Regions from separate parts of the Danio rerio genome. Here region 1 is linked to region 2. The links are chromatin contacts, called in public Hi-C maps. All regions are on one chromosome and are shown on one strand. The core of a region is the stretch at or near the end of the contact, and the rest is flanking DNA. Distances in the headings are between cores, read along the strand shown. Region 1 holds the start of sema3bl (sema domain, immunoglobulin domain (Ig), short basic domain, secreted, (semaphorin) 3bl). Region 2 has its middle 21 kb from the start of zgc:136971.

What was found. A called contact is a pair of places that touch in the nucleus more often than the background predicts.
Region 1: a Hi-C map of an unstated tissue shows a contact between it and region 2, with 2.3 times the contacts expected there. The contact joins the promoter of sema3bl here to the enhancer-like site in region 2. A contact is called at or near these places in 2 of 18 Hi-C or Micro-C datasets (caudal fin and an unstated tissue) and 1 of 4 datasets of contacts at active chromatin or transcription factors (caudal fin).

The regions. Positions count from the first base shown.
Region 1 is chr8:28,418,932-28,424,620 of GRCz12tu, forward strand. It overlaps sema3bl (sema domain, immunoglobulin domain (Ig), short basic domain, secreted, (semaphorin) 3bl), which reads left to right and starts at 3,081. Exons shown (of 15, transcript NM_001122712.1): 1 at 3,081-3,406. The coding sequence starts at 3,313.
Region 2 is chr8:28,351,058-28,356,227 of GRCz12tu, forward strand. It overlaps a transcript of zgc:136971 not described here. Among named protein-coding and RNA genes, the nearest start is that of zgc:136971, 21 kb to the left of the region's middle. Within about 2 kb of position 3,159, at least 5 of the 62 cell types and tissues checked have an H3K27ac peak or open chromatin away from gene starts, as enhancers often do.

The DNA of each region.
Region 1 (5,689 bases), core at 1,831-4,330, 68 kb after region 2:
AAATGAAGGTCTGTTAAAACAGGTTCTAGTACTCCAGACAGTTTGCACTTGGCAAACAGTCATACCGTGTCCGAGATCTCTCTCTATATAATACAGTTTCCTCTCTCTCTCTCTCCCTTTCCCTGGTCATTTCCAATCACCCGTTGCTATGAGAGTAACAGCTCTGGAAGTGGTATGCTGACATCATGCACCGATGACGTCGGCTTTTTTGGTGTGTGATTGTCCTGATCAAAGATCCCACAGCGCTAAACGCTCCCAGAGTATCAGGACCTCTTGGACCCCCCCGGCAGAAAAAGATGTTTTACAAAAGACACTTTTTGAAAGCACCTCCCCAATACAACCCCTGAGTTAATTAAAATCCTGGAGCTGCAACAATAGTGCCAAGTAGCAGATCAAGGCAGAGATAGAGTGTGGCCTTAGGATATATATTCTGGAATCCAAGTAATCAGAATAGAATTCGGCAAACAAACAGTCAAGCCTAAACATTTATAGGTAGACTAAGCAAGAGTACTGGCCAAAGACAAATTGAATTTGTGGTAACTGCAGGGAAGTTTTTTTTTTTTGTTCATTCATTGGGAAAATTGTACATTCATGGAAGCTTTTTTCACCGTAAAACAACAACTTCTTTGTTTACATTTTCCAATTTCAATTATGACTTAACAATATCTATGTTTCCATCCAAAGATGCGAATTAAATTTATGCACAAAACTGGATTATTGTATAAAAGATGTGCAAATAAAGCAGCGTTTCCATTCAATGAGTCAAAGAGAACAAAATCATCACTTGATTAACTGCCATCAAATATCAAAAGTAAAAATGGAATTTACTACAGTAGGAGAATCTGTGTGAATCTTTTTTTCATTTAATAAATTGCCCCTCAGAAGACAATGCTGACATGCAATGAATGCGTGGTGGCATTTGAAGGCATGATATGGCGAGCATAGACGCTCTTGACAGTTCTGGAGGACATTAATAATATATTATCTCTAATACCAAAATGGTTAAGTGTTTTAGAATGACCAAACATTTCAGATGTTTTACAATGTGCTTAGCCTTGCAGGTTTGTCCATCCACACACAATTTTATAATCACATGATCTCTCATAACAAAATCACATGACTTTTTTAATGTGCATACTGGAATTTGTTTGGTAAAAGTGTTTCTATTGTATCTTATAAGCATCTTTTTTTATTGAATAAAAAGTTTATCAATTATGTGCATACATTTTTATGCATATTTTTAAAATTTTATGCACATTTTGCCATTTCCTTCAACCATTTTTAATGCACATATCCAAAATGCACATAAAAACAGGTGAATGGAAACATAACTAACTGCAACTGTGAGTTAACATCCTGCACTCCTGACTTTTTTTTTGCCTCAGGATCGTTTATCCTGCAATTTTGAATAGCAACATTATATCTGGTGGTTTTGAGAAAAAAGAAAAAAATAATTGAATGTTGTGATATAGCTTTGAGGCAGGCTATACGCAATATAGCAGCATGCCACTTTTTGTAGTTGCAACAAGGCACTTTTTAATGGGCTATATGGACACAGACTTTTGAAATTTTTCAATAAGACAGCTCAAGCACTTCTGGTGACTGTCATACCATTACAAAATCACCCCTTTTAAGATCTGATTTCATTAAAACTGACTGAGACATGATACAAAGTGGACATTGGATGGGACAAGAACTACTGAATTAAATTTTGATTGTTCCGCATCATGTCTTTAAAATATGGAAATTGAATTTACCGTTGCTTCTGCTCCTGCCCCGTTTGCATTAAAATGGTCTTTCATCTCGTTTTACGCTTGAACAACTAAATGAATGCCTAAGTCTATTTAATTGATTATATTTTAATCAGGTTACAACATCGATGCTGTAAAAGAAACCTTATGAAATTTTTCTCAGTGGCTTAAAAACACTTGGTGTGCATATAGCCCATTAACTGTGAATTCAGAAGTTTGAGAAATAAAATCTGAATTACAAGATATAAACTTAGATCAACAGGATCTCATCTCTGAATTGCAAAAAAGGGTCATCATTGTATGTTTAAACCTCAATGTTTAGACTTTTTGTTCTCCTCAGAACTCAGAGTCGTTAACTCAGAATTGAGATAAAATGCCTATTTTTATGTTAAACATGGTAGAAACAAGTTTCTGTACTTAACGTAGATAAGATAAACAGTCCTCCTAAATGTATTGAAGTGTTTAGCTTGTTCTTATTTGAAGTGTTTAGCTTGTTCTTAAATATAAATAATTTACTAAGCATTTTTCTTCATTTCATTGTGCTTAAACGAAAAAAGATCCATCATAAATACTAGTTTTAGCCACAATAGCCATAATGACTCAAACTGTAAAACACGCTACCATGCAGCTCATGTGTAAGGCCTACATGTGATTTCATATCTAAAAAATTGTTTGTATAAGGAAATGGTGATTAATGGTCAAAATTAATCTTTCTTAGGCACAGTTCTCATGTGTTTAAGTAGCTTTAAGCCGTTTTAAGCTAGTTTGATTTATGACGGATCTAAACTCGTTTCAGTGTGGGCTGCATAATTTTCCAAGTCAATGTTTTGTGTTCCTCCCAACGGTTTCATCTGCAGATGTGCAATACCTTTGAATGGGTTGTTTGGAGAAAAGCCATGGGCAGCGTATGAATTATTCGATGCTTTTCATGCTCTGCTTTTAAATGATACTTCTGTCAGTATTTTTGGGTGTAGTAGCAGTCTATCCTTCTGAGGTTTGTCTCGTCGTGAAGCTAAGAGGAAAGCGCGCGTGCCGCCTGCTGTTGCTATGGTTACATCCTCACGCGAACGCGACTACTGTTTGTGCGCTAACAACTTTAAACGCTTATAAAGGCATATGCAAGTAGATAAAAATAGAAAGATTTCCGAGAACTAGCAAACTGTGCCCTTGGTGGCACTAAGAAGCGCAAAAGAGAGGAACTGAAGGCGAGTACCGGGGGACCCGTTTCGCTCTCGAGGCGCTGAGAGGGCGGGAGCGCGTTTCTCGGGACTTAACGGACGAACTACATGAGAGAAAGAGCAACAGACAAGACAGAGAGAGGGAGAGAGAGAGAAAGGGAGACTTGCGCGCTTGAGCTGGAGCTGTGTGGAAAAACTGCACAAGGGCAGAGAGCTAACTTAACGTTACCTGAGACCTGCTCACATTTAGGGACCTGTGGATGTCCAGCGCCCTTTTGTGTGCGCAGTTCGTCCAAACCTTTATATGAGGAAGCCTGAAAGAAGACTTTATAAAAGCTAAAGTATAACGTGAAGAAAGGTAAACTGAAAGTGGTCTGTTCAGCATGGAATTACCGGTTCTGGTTTTGGTGGCGTTGGTTCTGCCGTTAAGCTCCTGTACTAAAGTCAACGTGCCGCGTCTTCGCCTGACACACAAAGGTAAGCCAAATGTTTGGATCTGGATAATTTAACTTTTAATGAGTATTCATCAAACGCAAAGCCAAAGATGACTCAATGAAGATGTAAATGATCTGTTTAAGCTTTGTTCGGCTCCTGTGAGGAGAGTCTAGTGCTTTAAGTGTGCTAGTTAATGATTGTCTATTTTCACTCTTTAAGTGAGAAGGTTAATGTTGCCATCGCCATCGTGTGTGTGAATTATTTTACACAATATAACGTTACGTGACACAATTACTGCAACCAGGGACACACGACTCATGATGACTATTATTTAATGCAGTCTGTGATATTAAGTTTTCGAATGATAGCATAATGCCAATCTAAAACCTGTACATTGTTGCAGTATATAGAAAACTATGAAAAATCTTAAACATTTCAACAATGCTCAAAACCCATTTTTCTTTCGTCACAATGTGATTTATTAACGGAATTATTGTGTTGCAGCATGCTCAACATGACAAAGTTGTAGAACAAAATGCAATAATGTTCACTAGATATTTATATTTATGTATTAATATATTTTGTCAATACAAGGCGGAAGATGGAAAAAAAAGTCTTATAATATTGTTTCCAGTAAGCCGTTTCTTTTGTCGCTTTTCGCATTTAAATTGCTTTCCACGCATCCTGCTTTGCGCATTGACTCTTGTGCGCAGTCCCTTGGTGACTTTATCAGATTTAAACCTGAGAGCCCTATTCAGCACGATTGCAGTGGCGTTTCCGTCTTTGCATGGCATTGAACTTCCAGAGAGATGCTGTGGCAGATCTTTTTTTAAACTGTGGGAAAACGCTACGTCAGGACTCCGGGTTTCAGCTGTTCATACTCCGGGATCTCCCATCCTCAAAGTCTCCTGGCGCGCGCACACCTCCCCGCGGTCAGACTTTTATCAAACTACTACTCTTCAACCCAAATGCGTACATTATATGGCTTATTTATTCACAGGAACACAACATCAGATGTTAAACGTATGCAGGTGTACTTTGCGTTTTACCCACACAAGTGAATGAAAAGAAAAAAAAAATGTTTCTTTATCATGCAGTAGCTTTTGTGAGTAGGCAAAGAAATGAAGATTATTTTTGCTTAAAGGGATAGTTCAGCCATATTTTATGTTAATTTACCATCAAGCCAGCCAGAATGTAGGCGACTTGTTCTTTAGTACATTAAATAAGATTTTAGCTAAAACTGCACAGGAAAAAACATAAGGGCAAAATAAATACCCATGATACATTAAGGTCTTATGAAGGAACATAATTGGACTGTTTAACAATATCTGCAATTTTTTTTACAAGAAAATGTTTCCTACTTTTACATATCCTGGATGTTGAGAACTGTATCAGAAAGATTAAAATGAGCAGGTTCAGGTTGTGATTTTGGTGTGATTTTGCCTGTGAAACTCACATGCGCACACTTCATTATGTGTGAATGTGATCAGGACCTTTTGCTGAGGCTGTAGATTACAGGTAATAGTGTAAAATGTTTTATCATCTAGTTGCTTTGCTCAATTTAAGTCCTAAATGTTACACCAGGAGTCAATAGCTGCAAATTTTATTTTGCCTGAATATGTTTATTAGAGGGTGACACGGTTGCTCAGTGGTCACTAGTTCGAATCCCGGCTGGGACAGTTGGCATTTCTGTGAGGAGTTTGCGTGTTCTCCTCGTGTTTGTGTGGGTTTCCTTTGGGTGCTCTGATTTCCTTCACAGTCCAAAGACACGGTATAGGTGAATTGAATACACTAAATTGACTAATGTATGTGTGTGAATGTGAGAGTGTATGGGTGTTTCCCAGTATTGGGTTGTGGCTGGAAGGGCATGCGCTGTGTAAAACATATGCTGTATAAGTTGACTGTTCATTCCACTGTGGTGACCCCTGCTGAATAAAGGGACTAAGCCGAAGGAAAAATGAATGAATGTTTATTTGACTCTAAAAGTTCTGGTATCTGTTGACGTGCATTTTACATGTCCAAAAACGATGGTTTGTGCTAAAAATGGTCTTCTAGTTTCTCCAGAAGAAATAAGACGGCTACATCTATTAACCTTAGGGTGAATAAATTAACTGGAAATTTTTATTTTTGTTAAATTCGTTTTACCCCAGGGTTAAGGTGGTGACATGAATGTGTAGCAGTAGTTAGTTTAATTGTTTATCAGTGCCTCTTAAGTAGTTTTCATTAATGATTAGAAACTGAGTCGAGTGTCCGGTTTCCCTCCAGCAGTGTGAGTGCGTGACTGGAGCGCATCTGTGCAGAGTTTACTGCGGTCATCTAATGCGC
Region 2 (5,170 bases), core at 1,909-4,408:
TCATGATGATTCATAGTGTGTAGTTATTATGAAGTGTTATCTTTTTTTACGCAGTTGTAAGTTTTTCCCAAAAACACATATTACCCAGTGTTCCATTATTGTGATGGTCTGTTCACATTTAATAAATTTGGTTCTTAAAAACAAACTCAAGAAGAAACTGTTAAGTGCTCACAACTGAACCCTGATGCACTCCTAATATTGAAAAGTTTGGTCTGTCCATTGTGCTTTTGACAGAATTATTAATGCAAAATGGATCAAAGAGGTCTAAATAAAAAACAAGACAAAAATTTAACAGGATGTGAACATAAAAGCCCAGAATACTCACGCATGTGTTTTTTCTCTGCTCGGTACAGAAATGTTTTCTGGAGTCCTGGTAACAGATCTTTCTATTTGAAAAAGAAAATTCTGGTGCTGCTTGGACACATTTAAAACATTTTATAAGTTCTTGGCTGATAAAACCGTGTCATGTATATTTGTCTATTGAAAAAATTGAACTATGCCCTGAATTGGCTCTGCTGGCCAGAAGAAAAGCTCTTTTTAACAGGGATTTCTATGCAAGCTGTTCCTTTATACATCTCAAAACTGTTAATAATAATAATAATTCCTTACATTTATATAACGCTTTTCTTATCCACCACCAGTATATGCAGCATCCACCTGGGTGACATGACGGCAGCCATATTGAACCAGAGCACACACCAGGTGATTGGTGAAGAGGAGACTGATGAAGCCAATCATGATATGGTGATATTTTTAGGAGGCCATGATGGACAAATGCCAGTGGGCTTTTGGCCAGGGTTAAACCCTTACTTATTTTTTGACATCCTGTGATTTTTAATGACCACAGAGAGTCAGGTCCTCGGTTTAACGTCTCCTCTGAAAGACTGCACTCACTGAGCAGTATAGAGTCCCCATCAATACTGGGGTGTTAGGACCCTTACAGACCACAGGTTGAGCATGCCCCCTGCTAGTCTTACTAACACCAGTTCCAGCAGCAACCTCGCTTTCCCATGTGGTCTCCCATTGAGGTACTGACTGGCCCAGCCCTGCTTAACTTCAGTGGGTGACCGTGTGAGACTAGCAGAGAGCTAGCTGCCGGTTGACTTGTTTTTTTTTTAATGTGGAATATTCATTTAGGCAGCAGGCAATGGTTGTTTTTAGGCAAAAAGCGTTTGAGCATGCGGGTACATCACAAAACTGATTTCGGAAATACTTCTGAGGCAGTATAATGGTTTAACGATTTACAAGTAAGTTTTTTTGTGTGAAAACAAAGCAAATCTGTTATTACTGAAATATTCCTTTTTTTTTTAGCAATAAATGAGAAAAGATTGCTTAGAAATGCACACACTTTATTTGAAGGTATTCCGTTAATCCTCGCTATTAATGGTAATCATCAAATATTTACTTCAGCAAACTCCCAATTTTCTTCTTTTTTATAGTTCTGAAAGTAATAGTTGGGTTTGGGTATTGGGTAGAATGAGATCATGCAGAAAATGTGCTGTATAAGTGCTAATAAACAGCCAATATCTTAGCAATAGGTATGTAATAAGCCACTGGTTATTAGTGGGAATTGACACCTTATCTAAAGTGTTACTGAAAGTTACATTTATTAACAGACGATCAACCTTAACCTTTCAGACCCTAAAATACAGAAAAAAAAATTTCTTTGTATGAATTTAAAACATTTAACTAAAATGACAGTATTTAAAGCCTATAATAATAGCACTATTGACAGTGAGAATATATATATATATATATATATATATATATATATATATATATATATATATATATATATATATATATATATATATATATATATATATATACTTGCATCACATATATAGAGCTCATCATGCAGTAGATAAAGCTTTACAAGGTCAGTGTTTTAATTCAGTCAATTTCTACAATAAAGCAGGTTCTCTGTCTTTGAGTTAATTTTGTATGTGTGACAATGACGAACTGAACTGGAGGAGGTTTTCAAGCAAAAGAAGAGCCACACTTACCTTTTCTGTCATCCCAAATGGACCAATAGTACACCAGAACGTTTCTGAAAAGCTGCTATTAAAATTAGCATTTCTGATTAGCAAGCTAGTTTGAAAGGACATCACCCTGATTCCTTCTTTAATTCTGATTTTTTGTATTACTTTTTAGCTTAACTTTAACTAAATGAAAAGCACATAGTTGTGGAATATCACGGGCAGTGAAAGGCATGCCAGACAAAGACATATCTGTAGACAAGATGTGACACAATAACTGGATTTAGATGTGCCTTGTTGCCTTTCTAGCCTAATATGTCGCCTACAGAGGCAGCGTTTTGCACACAGCCTGAGACTGCCGTGTCCATTTCACGTAGAGCAGCTTAAGAAAGATCCTTTCCTCAAAGATTTCTTTGTTTCATAGATTTGCAAAAATGTTGTTGTTTGAGCACCTAATCTCCAAATCCCTTTGGACAGATCCTTTCAGCTCCTGTGTTTCTGCTATGAACTCTTATTTTGAATGTTTTTTGATTCTATTATTATTAGCTTCTTTGGTTTGGCATGTTGAGCACCAATCAGCTTTGTGTTGCAGTGTTTTATAGCCAATTTTAGCATGTGGATTTTCAATATGCTGGCATCTCAGGGGACAGATTGCTTTATACCCTGTTAAGATTGCATTGCTAATGACCCACAGAGAGAGAAGTGGAACACAACAGGTCACCTGAGACCACTGTCTGTCTCTCTTTCTCTCTCTATCTGTGTGTGTTTGTGTGTAGGAGAAAGAAAGGTCTGTATTAAAATTCCCCCTTTGATGGGGTTTGGTGTAGGTGTCTGGGTCTTGGGCAGGTCAGATTTCATTATAGGTCTTTCCTTTGTGCCTCCGTCTGCTTAGATGCTGTAAGACATTCTCATAAAAGAAGATTAAATGGCGAGGCAGAATTCGAGAATAAACACAAACACCCCAAAAGCAGCCAGGGGGTGAAAAGCAGATGAAAAGCAGAAGCAGATTAGAGGAACAGGGAGAAAAATGTAAGTAGGTTTAAGGTCAGACTGTGTAGAAGGAGAGCGGGGTAAAATGAGCCACAGCTTAGTTGCTACTTTCATGAGCTGTGATGTGACCGCTAGACGAAAAGACAAAAGTTAGCCTTATCTGATGGTTCAGGCATTTTTCTCCAGAATGCTGGGAAGTTGGGTAAGATCCAACAGCAGGCCTGGGGTGGGTTGAATCAACAGCTATAAATATGGCACAGCTTGAAGCAGTGCACTGAATTGATTTAAGTTGGCAAAATAATATAATAAAAGATAAATTAAATCCTTCAGACTGCTTTCTTATTCTTAAGTTCTCACATTGACTTTTCAAGTCTTTAACAAACAGCTTATTTGTGTAATTTTTAAGAAATCTTATCTTTAAACTGATAAACAGGTATCATAATATAATAGCAGTTTTTTATTGTCACCTAAATATGCATTGAATATAACTCAAACTGGGTCAACTTACCTCATTTTTGAACGACTGCAATAATATCATAACTGTTGTTAAAACAACATGTGAGCAGGAATGATCAAATGTTACTTCTTGTACATCAGCATAAGCACATAATGAGTCTACATTCACTGTGATGAGGCCTGTTTTGCCCTACAATTGAAATGATGTATATGTTAATTTCTGTGAAAGCTTATGAATCCATGACAGTCAACAGGCCTAAAAGCATCAACTAAATGTTAATTATTATTATATAGTAATTTTTGATCAACGCACATTATACATTGACTTGACATGTATAACATGTATTTATTTGGTTATAGTACATACTTGCCTTTAATTTATATCTACTTTTATAGCTTTTATTGATCATATTCTTTCAGTTTTGTTTTTTATATATTTGTGTTTTTTATTAAAGCTTTTTTTTCAGTTATTGCTGCTGCACCAAAACATAACAGATAAAACATAGTTTCATATATTTAAATTTTAACTAAATTTGTTTTATTCATGGGCTGCGTCTGAAACCGCCTACTACTCAGTAGGTACTGCATTTGAATTTAAAAGTACTACTCGGGCGTTAGAAAAGTACGTTCTATACAGTATGAATGGGAGAAGTATTAATGGAATTTGGATGTACTACATCCTCCTTTTTTTCATGGTCATGTGACCTACCCGCGTCAGTTGCGTCGCTTCACTCCCATTTCCCATTAGTGGGGCTGCATGGGATAGCCCAGCGTGCATGGGGTGCGCACTTCAGAATCTCGTCGGAAGTAGTAGGTCAGGCTAACCGAAACTAGTGCTGCACACATACAAACCCTAAACAAAGCAACCTTTACATATCATTTCCAGTACTTCTCACTCACCACAGAGGGATTAGCTCCTGCAAATATGTCTGATATTATTCAGTCATTCATTTTCTGTTGCATTCATTAATTTTCAGCCTAGTCCCTTTATTAATCTGGGGTCGCCACAGCAGAATCACCACCAGCTTATCCAGCACATGGTTTACATATGCAGCGGATGCCCCTTCAGATGCAACCTATCACTGGGAAACATCCATACACTCTCATTCACACACATACGCTATGGACAATTTAGCTTACCCTATTTACCTGTAGCGCATGTCTTTGGACTTGTGGGGGAAACTAGAGCACCCAGAAGAAACCTGCGCGAACATGGGAAGAACATGCAAACTCCAAACAGAAATGCCAAGTGACCCAGCTAGGACTCAAACCAGCGACCTTCTTGCTGTGTGGCAGTCGTGCTACTCACTGCGCCACCATGTCGCCCATCTGAGATTATTATAAAAACATATAACATGTTGTTTAAAGAATTGTAACAAGATGACAACCGGATACTTTGTGTTTCCTCTCGACTTGCATTGTTTACTTAGTTTTATCACTTCAGTTTTTGCTCTTGTGATCTGATTTGTAGCTGAACAGCCAATGAGAGTGCTTTCTTTCACTAAGGGTCAATGTTGATCCTACATGCTGAATCGGCAAACTCCTTCCTACTACATACCCCAAACAAGCTAGCCTGACAGATGCTCACTGATGGCCTGACACTACACAATGGTGTTTTCCAGTCTTAAAGTGTGCTACATACAGATCGCGACAATGGACCCCCCAAACCCTGACCGCATCTTCAGAAAATATTACAAAAAGCCCATCTTACTCCAATTTCTCTAAACTCTCTGCAGTCACTCACA